Regions from separate parts of the Zea mays genome. Here region 1 is linked to region 2. The links are chromatin contacts, called in public Hi-C maps. All regions are on one chromosome and are shown on one strand. Each heading gives the region's core, a stretch centred on a gene start, on an enhancer-like site or on the middle of the called end of the contact. The rest is flanking DNA. Distances are from core to core; before and after follow the strand shown. Region 1 holds the start of LOC103635013 (tRNase Z TRZ3, mitochondrial). Region 2 holds the start of LOC100280177 (ribosome S8 superfamily protein).

What was found. A called contact is a pair of places that touch in the nucleus more often than the background predicts.
Region 1: a contact with region 2 is called in a Hi-C map of ear, with 1.7 times the contacts expected there. The contact joins the promoter of LOC103635013 here to the promoter of LOC100280177 in region 2. A contact is called at or near these places in 2 of 25 Hi-C or Micro-C datasets (ear and tassel).

What each region holds. Positions count from the first base shown.
Region 1 is chr8:29,485,361-29,492,237 of Zm-B73-REFERENCE-NAM-5.0, reverse strand. It overlaps LOC103635013 (tRNase Z TRZ3, mitochondrial), which reads right to left and starts at 3,040. Exons shown (of 12, transcript XM_008657582.4): 1 at 2,558-3,040; 2 at 1,844-1,933; 3 at 1,533-1,577; 4 at 1,357-1,411; 5 at 1,200-1,243; 6 at 693-1,082; 7 at 1-255. The coding sequence starts at 2,896.
Region 2 is chr8:29,324,533-29,331,454 of Zm-B73-REFERENCE-NAM-5.0, reverse strand. It overlaps LOC100280177 (ribosome S8 superfamily protein), which reads left to right and starts at 2,507. Exons shown (of 3, transcript NM_001153109.1): 1 at 2,507-3,907; 2 at 3,988-4,148; 3 at 4,241-4,558. The coding sequence starts at 3,775. The coding sequence ends at 4,339.

The sequences.
Region 1 (6,877 bases), core at 1,791-4,290, 160 kb before region 2:
ATGTCCTGCCATGATATGTTGCGTTGCACCAAATTTTTTCATCCAGTTCTGGTAGTCAACAGATCTAGTCACAGGTGATGGACCTAAGTGGATTATGCAATTTACTTTCTTGCCACTTTGTTCTGGAGAATCTTCATAAAAGCAGCTAAGGGGGTGCAGTGAAAAAAGTTCTGGCATATGATACTGTGTGGGGCAATCCACCAGAAGAACAGTTGGTCCAGGAATTGATGGACCAAGAACGTCACTTGGATGAACCTAGATATTAATTGATAAAACATGAGAAGCTTCAGAAAAGGAGCTCAAAGTAGATAAATGGCGCATGTAATTGGTGTTCAAACATCAAACTTATACTAAAAACTTGCATTCTAGCATTTAAATAATCATAAAGTAGCAGATTCTCAAAAGTGACACAACTATTAAAATTTCTGATAAGCCTTAGTCTGTTAAAATAGCCATATAAAATTAACGAGTCCAAGGACAACTAGCATATGTTAACATAGTGTAGTTATAAAAGAAGAAATATCTAATTTCATGCATCCCAATGCAATATTAAGCTAAACACTTAAACAGACTCCAAAAGTCCAACAACAAAAGGCAGTGTTCTTCTCCTAGATGGCAAAAGTCTCATAGAAAAGAGAAGGTAGTACAAAAGGATAACAAACATAACAAAAATTGTTTTATTCATGACTAACCATTTCATCAAATTGATCAGACTGCACAGAATTCCCAAGTTGAAGTTCACGGTACTTGGGACCAGGCCTAAGGCCAAGGGCAGCAGCCTTAGATGGGTCAAACTTTCCCTTAATTTCTGGCAACTCACAGGCATATACTATAGCAGTATCACCAGGCTTCATGTCACTATCGTTTGAACTACCAGTTCCATTATTGTATTTTGGTTTGACAAACATTGCAGATACCCGAACTACTTCATCATCAAGAACAATAACGGAGTCTGTAGATTGTGGTGAAGATGCATTTCGATCAGCACCAAAGCTATGTGTGTGAAGCATTGCTCTATTTGGGATAAAAGATCTCATTGCCCCAGCTAAAAAGTCAAGATCAGAAGGCCCCCATATGTTCACCTGTTTTCAAGATAGCAGGAAGACAACTACAGTTAGTTGGTTGAAACACTTTTAATATTGGATGCATAAATGCATCTGTTGACAGAAAACACAGAAAAAGAAACCATGTCAACTCACCGACATGCCCTCATCTCCAATTCCTGCTAGAGTTAGCACCAGGCCTACAATATACCATAATACAAAAGGCTATGTCATGATGATGTAAATATCATTACATCAAGTGAACCAAATTAATCATGTTAGATGGTACAGAAGAAGGTTTTAGAAAGAATACCTGGGAGCCCCCCTGCAGTTTCTGAGCAGACGCGGGTCAAGAAGATATGGTCGATCTGGGAAGCGAGAGATTGTTTCGTAAGCAAGTTAGTATTTTTACAGTATAAGATTAGGATGTAAGAAATTCAAAAACAGATTATCCATGGTGGAGGGAGTTCGAAACTTCGAATAACATACCTTTGATAGTTTTATCTTGTGTTCAGTACAGAAACGTTGAAGACCCTGTCAGATGGCAAGATTTGAGTTTAATCGGCACAAAATGGCAAAAGCAAGATGAACTTTCTCCAGATCTTTAAGTTGAATCTTATATTGGCTGCAGCTCAGCATAAGACCATGGTTTTCAAAATGCTTTCTGCAACACCTCACAAAAGAGAAACAAATAAAATTCTCTTTTCAGCTAACTACAATTGTGTGCTATTTTTTAGGCAACAACCAATTATTAGCTTGTTCTGAAAAAATTATAGGAACCAGATCACAGCAGAACCTACCTCGCCCGCATTAAAAATAAACCTTTGTTTGTCAAAGAATAGTAGAATAGAAGGTGAAGTGTCCTGTGTGTCCATTCCTGTACCAAGTATCTGCGCAGGAATAACAAAGGGGAGTGAGATTGAATGAAAACCAAAAGAACAACAGTTCCTGCACTCATGAACTAGTTCAAGGGAAGAAATTGCCCCCACACTAATTATTTGGTTCAACCAATGCAGTGATTCACCAATGGGACAGCTGCATAAGGCCAGGCCAGCAGCTGGGGTTATTGAGTGCATATTTTACACATTATTACAATATAATCTCAGAGATTAGGGTGGATTTTTATGGTTATTATTGACTGAGTGTGTCGATGATGTATCTTTGTTGTAAATTCTGCACCATTCAACAGAATACGTTTAAATAATGATAGTTGTTTACCAAAAAATAAGTTAAATACTAGATGGCCTATGGTTTGGCTTTGGATTCTTTGTATGCTACCTCTACTCTTCCCATGAGAACAGTTTGGGATTGTATCTGGTTCATGCCTAGCAATGTTAGGCTAACAGACGCAAATGTGGCCTCTGGAACTACTAATCCACGGTATTTATAATTGCACACATGGTCCAATCTCTCCTCGAATAAACCCCAAACTAGGTATACTAGTGATTTGAATCAGAAAGTTGACGTAAAATGGCGCCAAGCAGAAAGAATCCACAAGTCAGTGATGCCCTCACCTGCACGTAGCATGTGGTGTTGACGGGGTTGAGCCTGCGGGTCTTGAGCTCCATGCTGCCGCGCTTCCCTCCGTCCTTCCCCTCGGCCCGCTTCCTGTTGAAAGCCACCTCCTTGTCCATCTCCTCCTTGGCGGGAGCCTTCCCGAGCGTGCTGGTCCCGCGGCGAGGTTCGGTGTGCCGGCGGCGGCGGTAGGCGAGGGCGCGGAGGCCAGCGGCGCGGCTTAATGAAGCAGGGCAGGAGGAGAGGAGGCGGCGCGAGTGGTGGAGGAGAGGCGCGGGGGCTGCTAGGGTTTGGGAGAGGGGGAGGAGGAGGCGGAGAGGGGCGGCCACCTGCGGCATGGCTCGCGCGTGCTACAGAGGTGTGCCGGTTTTATTTCGGCGGCGGCGGGCGGGGTTTGGGGGGCCGCGACCCGCGCGAGAGGGCACCACGGCTAGGCTCGACGAAAAACTCGTACGTCGTTAACTCGATCCACTCGACTCGATAGTAGCTCGACTCGACTCGTTTATAATTTGTAACGAGATGGGCTTGTATTTCAACTCGTTATGATAACGAGCCAGCTCGAACTGACTCGCGAGCCAAATGAGTTAGAGTAATTAGTCAAATCACAATAATCTCTAATCCAAAATAGTTAATCTTGTACTCTACTATAGTTAATCTTGTTCTTTGTTGAGTGTGGAATCTTAAGTTACAAACTCTATTCTTTTTTTCTAAATAGATCTCCTCTTTTTCTTTTGCTACATGTTTTTATATCCGTTCGTAGACACTAGATATGATATTATCGAGCTGGCTCGCGAGCTAAACGAGCTAGCTCGAGTTGGCAAACGAGTCGAGTCGAGCTAGATCTTTAGCTCGTTAACATAACGAGTCGAGCCGAGCCAACTTATTATCTTAACGAGCCAGCTCGAGTCGAGTCGAGCCGAGCCGAGCCGAGCCAACTCGATATCCACCCCTAACCACGGCACCACCATCACGCAGGAGACACAGGTAGTTTAGGTTTCTTTTTTTCTCATATCTTTTTGCCTCTTGCAGTCTGCAGACCATCCCATCAAACCTCGGTTTATAGATGGCCACACGAACTATACTCCTCATGCAGTCTGCAGACCATCCCATCAAACCTCGGTTTATAGATGGCCACATGAACTATACTTTCTAGATGGTCCAAAGTCTGATCCCGCAAAACAACAACACTAGCACGGCTCAACTCTATGTTCTTAGCTAGTGTTTGATTGAGGAGTCAAGTAGAACGGAGCCGTTCCATCTCTGATTCTAGGAACGGAGCCGCTATGTTCTGTGTTTGGTAAGCTAGAACGGAGTGTCTCTGTTTTTTGTTTGGTTGCAGAGTGAACTGGAACAGAGCGGCTCTGTTTTTTGTTTGGTTGCAGAGGGAGGCGTGCGAGCTGCTGCGCATGGAAGGGAGGACGAGCTATGCGAGCGGGCTGGGAACGGAGCGGCTTCGTCCCATTGATTTTTTGGAGTGGGATGGTTCCAGATCTAAGGAGAATATTCCCTAATTGGAGCCACTACGTTCTAGTTACTTTGTAACCAAACAACAACAAAAGTGGGACAGAACGGCTCCGTTCTACTTGGCTCTTCAACCAAACGCTATTAGATCGCCTTCAGCCGCTCACGTATCCTGTATTTTAAACTTTATTTTTATAAACAGTGTCATGTGTCTCCTATTTTATACAATCCACTGAAGACAATTTAGTGGTACTTTCGATCTAATGTGATGCAGTTTGGAAGACAAGAAACCATAAATATCTATCTCAGCGAACTAGTGTGGGATGAGAGTAGAAGGATCAATAGACCAAGGAGTAAGTTAAAAGGATAGTCTTTGACATGAAAATGGACTCAACGTCAAACCCAAATGGGTTTAATTTACCTTTTTACATGTCATGTTGGGAGGTTATCGAGTTAGATTTGATGGGAATGGTGGAGGATTTCACTATGGGAATTACTTCTTGTTAAAAGCCACTAGGAATTCGAGGCATGTCCGCGTTTCACGGGGCTTTGCCCATCCCGGGACTGACGCATGTACGAACCTGTTGGACCTGAAATTTTCCATTCATCTCGGCAGAGCGGACCGTTCGTTGCGTCCACCTTCCTCGCGTTTCACGAAGCCGGAGGCTCAGCGTGTCGATTCTCTATCTCCATCTCCCCATACATGCTCGCCAGACCCCCCCTCCTCTATCTCCACCACCATGGTCGGGCCCCGCTCGCCTCCTCCGTCGACCTCGTCCGCTGGCTCCATTACTCCTCGTCGTCACCGCCGTTAGCCACGACCCCACCTCCATCCCCTTCGTCTCCCACATCCCCCTTCTCTCCTTCTCCGACCCTATCTTCCAGCTTGCCCCTGTCTCGCTCCCGTTCACGAGTGAGAGGGCGACTCCCTCGTATGCTCCCTGTCTCCGTGCCGCCGCCGCTTGGCAGCAACGTGTCTGCGCCCATCGTGGTCAACTCTATTTCTGTCTCCCCCTACGCACTCGCAAAACCCCCCTCCTTCTCCACCGCCATGGTCGGGCGCCGTTCGCCTCCTCCGTTAACCTCGTTCGCTGGCTCCCTTCCTCCTCGCCGCCGTCGTCCATGACCCCACCTCTGTCCCCTTTGCCTCAAACATCCACCTTCTCGTCCTCTCTGACCCCATCTCCTAGCTCGCCTCCGTCCCACCCCCAGTCCTGTGCCACGACACTCCCCTGTCCCCCTGCTACGCTTGTCGCTGCCACCTCCACGGCACACCTTCAGTGGTTGTTTCCACTGGTTCATCTAATATGGCAACAAATTCCTAGCAGAACCTCAAATATGGTGGACCGCTAGCTACTGACTAGACACATGTTGACATTGAAATTATGAGCGATGGCATGGAGAAGTAAGCTATCTCAACTATCATATGCATACATATTGTTTTGTAATTATGTTCCTTTCAGAATTTTTTTCTTTATTATCAATTTTTTGTCTTAGTGCTATGTTCAATGGATACAGATTATCTGAACGATGTTGCCACAGAGTTTTTCTATCACTTGTTGAAGTTTGGATCCATTTAACTCACTGCTAAAATATTTCCCTTTGTTTTCTTTTGTGTACAATCATGAAAAACTCTTAGATATGTTCAAGAACAAGGCATGAAGTATATCAAGATAGGAGCAGTGATACCGAACATGATAGTAAGAGATGTCGCAATGAGGTGCAAGTGGGTAGGGGTAAGCAGTCTACATCCCCTACATGATATTGTATAATGGTATTTCTTCTTTAAAAAATGATCATTTTTTATTTCTGACTACGAGGATATTATCCACGTCAGATGCATAATGTGTAAGAACACTGAATATATTCAAATCGTGCAAAAAATGTTCATAAATATTAATCACTTCCTTAGGTATACACATACCTAGTTCCTTTCTTGATCTATTTTCTGACTTGCCATGCAAAACTTATATTGTTTCTGAAAGTTGATTTGAATAGAATTCCACTAACCATGGGCGCATATACTATCGCTAGCATGAATGATAGACGACTTTGTTTTTAATCCATTAGATTCAAGCATTATGACCATGATCATAGTGAGACCTGAGTTGGCAATCATTGTACCATTTTGGTCTATTATTCTATCGCTTTTGATTTGTAAATCTGAAGAAAAAGAAAGGTCTATCAAAAGACAACATGACCTTATTTCATGGCAAAGCACACCCATTTCTTTGTTGGCAGTATTCCACCTTTTTGTTCATTATGTTTATTAGCTACAACAGGTATATGGCTAAAATAAGCCAACCTTCACATATTCCTTTGATTGATAAGGAGACTAACAGAGTAATATTCAAATTCAACTATGGTACAAATGTGTGATAACTATTTCATTTGATGTATATGATGAACTATTTTATTTTATTTTATTTTATTTTATTTTATTTTATTTTGAAGTTCCATCAGAAGTATAACTAGCTAAATAACATATAATTTCTGCACCAATCCGTCTTTACTTGGATGTGCATTTTCTGTCCATCTTACCTGTTTCGCTCATTTTATTTGATATTAATGTTACTAGCAATTTGGATATATCTTGTAGAAGAAAGTCAATACAAGACAAAGGAAGCCCCAAGAACACCATACTGGGAGAAATACAAAATAAAGCCCATACATGAGATAGTTTTCTCCACAATATACAAGGCAAAGCTCCTTAGTCAGGTCAGCAATTTTGTGTACCTTTTAGATAATCCTCGGGTTGGTACCAAGATGTTACAACATTTTTATCAGTATACAAAGATTTACCATTAATGTTGTCATGCTCGAGTTTTTATATTTGATATCATGTAGTCTAATTTGAG
Region 2 (6,922 bases), core at 1,258-3,757:
GATTCAACAAAGGAGCAAAGGGGCAACCGAAGGCACCCCTGGTCTGGCGCACCGGACTGTCCGGTGTGCCACCGGACATGTCCGGTGCACCAGGGGAACTCAGACCCAAACTCGCCACCTTCGGGAATTTCTGGAGGCGACTCGGCTATAATTCACCGGACTGTCTGGTGTACACCGGACAGTGTCCGGTGCGCCAAGGGAGGTCGGCCTCAGAAACTCGCCAGCTTCGGGAAACTCCAACGGCTAGTCCACTATAATTCACCGGACTGTCCGGTGTGCACCGGACTGTCCGGTGCGACTCCGGAGCAACGGCTATCTCCGCGCCAACGGCTCTCTGCGGAGCAATAAATGCGCGCGCAGCGCGCACAGGAGTCAGAATCGCCCATGCTGGCACACCGGACAGCAAACAGTACATGTCCGGTGTGCACCGGACACCCTGGAGGGCCCACAAGTCAGAAGCTCCAACGGTCAGAATCCAACGGCAGTGATGACGTGGCAGGGGGCACCGGACTGTCCGGTGTGCACCGGACTGTCCGGTGCGCCATCGAACAGACAGCCTCCCAACGGCCACTTTTGGTGGTTGGGGCTATAAATACCCCAACCACCCCACCATTCATTGCATCCAAGTTTTCACCTTCCAACCACCTTACAAGAGCTAGCTTTCATTGCAAGACACACCAAAAGAGATCAAATCCTCTCCCAACTTCATTCAAAGCCCTAGTGACTAGAGAGAGTGATTTGTAGTGTTCATTTGAGCTCTTGCGCTTGGATCGCTTCTTTTCTTTCGCATTCTTTCTTGCGATCAAACACTCACTTGTAATTGAGGCAAGAGGCACCAATTGTGTGGCGGCCCTTGCGGGAAGTTTGATTCCCAAGTGATTTGAGAAGAGAAGCTCACTCGGTCCGAGGGACCGATTGAGAGAGGGAAGGGTTGAAAGAGACCCGACCTTTGTGGCCTCCTCAACGGGGAGTAGGTTTGCAAGAACCGAACCTCGGTAAAACAAATCCGCGTGTCACACTCTTCATTTGCTTGCGATTTGTTTTGCTCCCTCTCTCGCGGACTCGTTTATATTTCTAACGCTAACCCGGCTTGTAGTTGTGATTATTTTTGAGAATTTCAGTTTCGCCCTATTCACCCCCCCTCTAGGCGACTTTCACGAGGCCAACCCCCAACGGGAGATGCAGTCACGACTCAACCGAGGTCAAGCCCTGGCTAGACAATCAGTCACGACTCGCCTGAGGCCACCCTCGGGTGGGACATGCAGTCATGACCCGCCCAAGGGCAACCCCTGGCGGGAGACATAGTCACGACTCGTCCGTGGCCATCCTCAGGTGGGACAGATAGTCACAACTCGCCTGAGGCCATCCGCGGGCGGGACAGGCAGTAATGACTCGCTCGAGGCCATCTACGAGTGGGATAGACAGTCACGACTGGCCCAAGGCCAACCTCCGGCAAGACAAGTAGTCACAACTCGCCCGAGGCCATCCTCCGGTGGGATACACAGTCATGACTCGCTCGAGACCACTCTCGGGCGGGAGAGGCTGTCAAGAATCGCCCAAGGCCAAGCCCGGTGGGAGACGCAGTCACGACTCGCCTGAGGACACCCTCGAGCGAGAGACATAATCACGACTCGTCTGAGGCCAAGCCCGAGCGGGACAGGCAGTCACGACTCATCCGAGGCCAAGCCCGGGCAGCAGACACAATCACGACTCATCCGAGGCCAAGCTCGAGTAGCAGACGCAGTCACGACTCGCCTAAGGCCACTTTGGCAGAACTGTCCGCACCCGGCCTCCTCCACCTCTTCCCGCCTCTCGCTCTAACCGCGCCACGTTCCACATGTCGTGGCCTCCATCCACCTAACGCCCTCCAATCTGCCTCCCGATGCAATTCGCGGTCCCACACACCCGCCCCCCGAGCCTACCTCCCAATGTCACCTCCCTCGCATGTCGACCCGACACATGAAGTTTGGTTGATAACATCACTAAACAATGACCTATACATACACAAGTGTCACCCTGTCGATTGATTACCTCACTAAACAATGACCTATGCCTGCATTAGTATAACCCGTTGCAACGCACGGGCATATACCTAGTAATCTGTGATGTTTGTTTGTCCCTTAACTCATTTAAGTTATTAAACAACTAAAGGTACGATGGAGCGATGACAGCGTTGGAGAGGCCGATCAGGCCGACAAGCGGGCCCGCCCAGGCCGAATTTAGCCTTGGTACTACTTACAGAGTAACAGAGCCGGTCACGCTGAGCCCTGAGCAGTGAGCACATAGGTCGGCCGGGCCAACTTTTCTATCTGTCAAGTTGGGTTGTGATTCTTCGGCTTGCTGGACAGCCCATGGGATTTTTTGAGCTTGCTGGACGGTGACTTGGCCCAGCAAGGCTTGTGTCTGTGCTGCCTGCGTCCACCAGGCCGATTGCAATATAAGATGCACCGCCTGTCGCTTCCGCTGGGCAAAAACCCTAATCGCATCTGCTTCCAGAGCCCCCCGCCGCCGCTGCGCCCTCCTCTCGGTCCTGCCGTCCGTCGAGGTTAGTCTCCACGTTCCTTTCCCTCCACCCATGAACTGTATCAGTATCAGATCCGCTTTTGTTTGGTTTCGCGATGAGCTAGTAGAGCGGGGCAGGTGCTGCGGATGGGTCTAGCGATGGAGGACGACGGTGTCGTCGCACGCACCTCGTCGGCTTCATGATTTATCCCCTCTGCCCCATGCGTGCTCAAACTAGGAACTAGGCTTCACATTCTTCTCCCCACAAATCGTGGTAGCTGCGTCCTTGCAGGATTTGTGGGAATTGCGGTTGCTTTTCATGCGCCTTCTGCTTTGACGTGATTGCTTGTATTGATTCCCGATGCTCCTGTGCGAGGCTGTTACTCTGTATTGTTTTCTGTGTGTTCTGTTTTTGCATGATCCGTGAAGCGTCTCTTGTAATAGTGTGTTCTGCTTGTGCATTATCCGTGAAGCTTGTCTTGCAATACTGATATGCTGTCCTGATGGAATGTCCAGGGAGGCTATATACTTAGTTAGCGAACAAGTACATCATGATGTAGGTGTTTGATGCTGAGAGATACCGTACTTTGGTTGTCGGTCTGCATTAGGCACCGGTTGGGTGCTTGCTGGTCAGCTGTTTTGTAGGTTAGATTAGACCCGGCACAAGACTGCTTATTATAATATCAATTTAGCTGTGGTAATTAGATGGGGCATTCTTCAGGATCTAGTTCTTGTTGATCAAAGCAGACTAATTGCAAACTAGACGATGAAGGGTGTGGAATACTGCTAGTGTTAATTTAATGGTATGTTGTTTATGAACTAAAGCTTTATCCTGCACGATCTCATTGATGAAACGAACTAATACACATGTGATGAGTAGTTTACAACCACTAGAGCCGATATCATGGATATCCTGTTATTAGCCTTACGTTGTCTCATACATTGGTCTGGCTTTGTACGTACTATTTTGTTACCTTTCTTCTGAGTACTAACTTTCAACTGTATAGGTCATGTGGTTAAGCTTGGTATCTCCTTTAGAATGCATTTATTTACATGATTTTTAGTATAGCACCAGATGAGTCTTTTTCGTTAGATGAATGTTTGTACTAAACAAGCAAACCTTTACATTGTTTTTCATTGATGTAGCGGCATGGTTACTTGTACCTTTGGTTGTGTTACATAAATGCAAATGGCTGTTTCCTCTGATATTCTTGTCTGTGTCTGGCATGAGACCCTTACAACTGTATCTCTTTGTTCAGGTAAAAGGACAGCATGGTGAGGGTCAGCGTGCTCAATGATGCTCTCAAGTCCATGTACAATGCTGAAAAGATAGGGAAACGTCAGGTCATGATCAGGCCGTCATCCAAGGTGATCATCAAGTTCCTGACGGTCATGCAGCGCCATGGTTAGCCCTCCTCAACCTTATGCCCATTTGAATTGCTTCATTCTGAGGATACGCCCCTGATTATTATTGTTCTATATTAGGTTACATTGGCGAGTTCGAGTACGTGGATGACCACAGAGCTGGGAAGATCGTGGTGGAGCTGAATGGAAGACTGAATAAATGTGGTGTTATTAGCCCACGTTTTGATGTAGGTGTTAAGGAGATCGAGGGATGGACGGCGAGGCTTCTTCCATCTCGCCAGGTTAGTCCAGGCTGCTGTCTCTACAAAATCTGATTAGAGTTTGTCTGTACACTTTGACCCCAGTGCTAACTGTGCCTCTTTGACTGGTGTAGTTTGGCTACATCGTCCTAACAACTTCTGCTGGAATTATGGACCATGAGGAGGCCCGCCGTAAGAATGTTGGTGGCAAGGTTCTAGGTTTCTTTTATTGAAAATGTGTTTTTTTGAGCCACAGATGCGTCCAAGAACTCGTCTGATGTTTTGAGGTTTGTTAAGACTGGGTGTCCGAGCCTTTGTGGTTTGTTAAGACAGCGATGTGTCATGTATTTCAGAAATTGGGATTTTTATGAGATGTACCTGCGAGAGCCCTGTCTGTTTCGATTTTCAGATATTGGTTTTGATTTATGCGATACAAACAGGTCCTTTAGTCCATATAACTTTTTGATGCTGACTTTATTGGTGTAAGGTAGTGTGCTAGGCACTGCTTTCATATGGTAATCTGAAACCGATCAAAATCAGGTGGACAGGAGCTTTTCTTGTTGTTAACTGCGATTTGTTAAACTGTGCTAAGCTTTCACACCCAGATTTAAGGGATAAAGCCGGCTGCGTCTCATGTGTGCGTCAAAAAAGAATAATATATATAATGGGTCTCATGTGTGCGTCAAAAAAGAACAATATATATAATGGCCAAGTGTATAGATATAAATGTCACAAATATTATTACATAGAGGAAGTGTCTTATAAAAATAAATGAGAACAATAAAGCGAACTAATAATTATTACTTGTGTTATGAAGCTGACTAGGAGGTGCTACCTAGATAAGCTCACAAAAGAAACAGGTTGTGAGGAATAATATGCTAGATCTTCTCATTGTAGACCTTCTTATGGACTATCTGCTCTTCACCTGTGAGGGTTTATAAATCACATATGTATGAACCTAAATGTGGGAGTTTATGTGAAGTGTAAGATCAATAAATAAGGGAAAGCTAAACATTGCTTTTAATAAGTTGGCCAAATTTTATTAGGAGTTACTAAATGTAAGTGTATACCAATCCAATGTAATAGTATATCAGAATTAATAATAAACCACAATACGATGCAAATAACAAATTAAATTTACTTTCCTACATTAATCATGTGAGTGTCAGAGCAGCTCATGATCGTGAGCACGACTGATATACCAATTTTACACTTTGCAGAGGTTGCACATCTTTACCCACAAGCCATGCTACTCATTTGTCAAGTGGTCTAGAAGTCTCATTCATCTCTACCGAGGAGACGAGGCAGGGGAGCACTACAAGACATTTCTAAAGTTCCACTATTTCGAGAAAACCCGCTAGGGATTCAGGAAGAAAGAAGCATAGGAATCCCCGTCCGAAAAGCTAGACAATCCGACCCGAGAACCTCCCTATACTCTGTAGCGACGCCTCCCCACTTGCCCCTTGTAAGGTAATATCTCCATAGTTTTCCTAATTACTTGGCCAAGGGTGTCCCATTCTACCCTTGTGGTAGTACTGTTTTCTCGGATGGTTCTCCATGTTCCAATTAACACAGTAATGTTACCATGAACAATAAATAATCAACAGTAATAATAAAAAATGATCATTTGTCAAATTTATCTCCACACCCAAAACCACATATAACAATAGCAAGACTACCCAAAAGTTCAATGGTGATCAAGGCATTGGGTAAATCAGACCAGGGTGACCTATTGGGTTCCATTAAAATTAAGCCTAAACATGTCATAGTGATTAAAGAGAACATTATTGGGTAAATAAAAGTGGTCAAGGGCACAACTTGCCTTCAATGAGCTCCCGCTCAGTATTTTCCACCCGCTGAGTACCGGAGTCCTCGGTTGCTTGTTCGTCTACTCGCAACAATACAAATAAACATGGTACAAGTTAAATTAGCATCACACCAAACAGAGGAATATAATAAATGATAATATTCTACACATCGTAACGAGATCGTAGGATTGAGATCACTAAATTTGGAGTTACGGTTAAAGAGTTATGATTTTCTGCAACTTAAAGTGTTTGGTATGGAATAAACTACGTGGATAATTTTAATCTACGTTTCATGATAAAACAGAGTTACCAGGTGATAGAAAACATTAATACAAAATTAATGCTACTGGAATGTACCAAAAAGGAATTAAAATGAATTTACTATGACTTAAACAAGTTTTTGGAATTATTTTAGTACTAAAAACCATTTTCTATATTTGTTTTATCCCATTTATCAGCCCTCCGGACTGCGCTCACAATACTGGAAAGTATGGGGGGCTAACTCATAAATTCTCAGTACACAGATTAAACCCTCCTCAACACTCGATGGACTGCGGGTTGATTTCAGTATATTCTAGGGGATCTTTTGCAAAGCGGACACAATCGAAAGGGTACGAGATAAGATCGGCCGTTGGTTTAGGAACCTGCGGTACATATTAGATTGTGAAGGGGTTCAGCACTGGCCATCGGATTCAAATCCTACGGATCAAACCAGGTCAGTCAAATGAAGCGGTAAGGTATCTCGGCCGTCCGATCAGACACGAACGACACATATTAGATTCCACGCATCTGAACGGGTATGCAATGCAGTCCTTCGGATTCAAATCTAACGGCGTAGGTTTTGAATACACAGATCTATCCATAACCACCGGATCTGAGACCTACGATCCGGATTCTGCTGGGCGAAGGGATATTCTATCTTCTAATCGCAACCGTTCACGCATGAATCGACGGTCGGGCGCCTTTCCCTCCATCCTAACGGCGAAGCTCGGTGGTGATCCGAGCCAC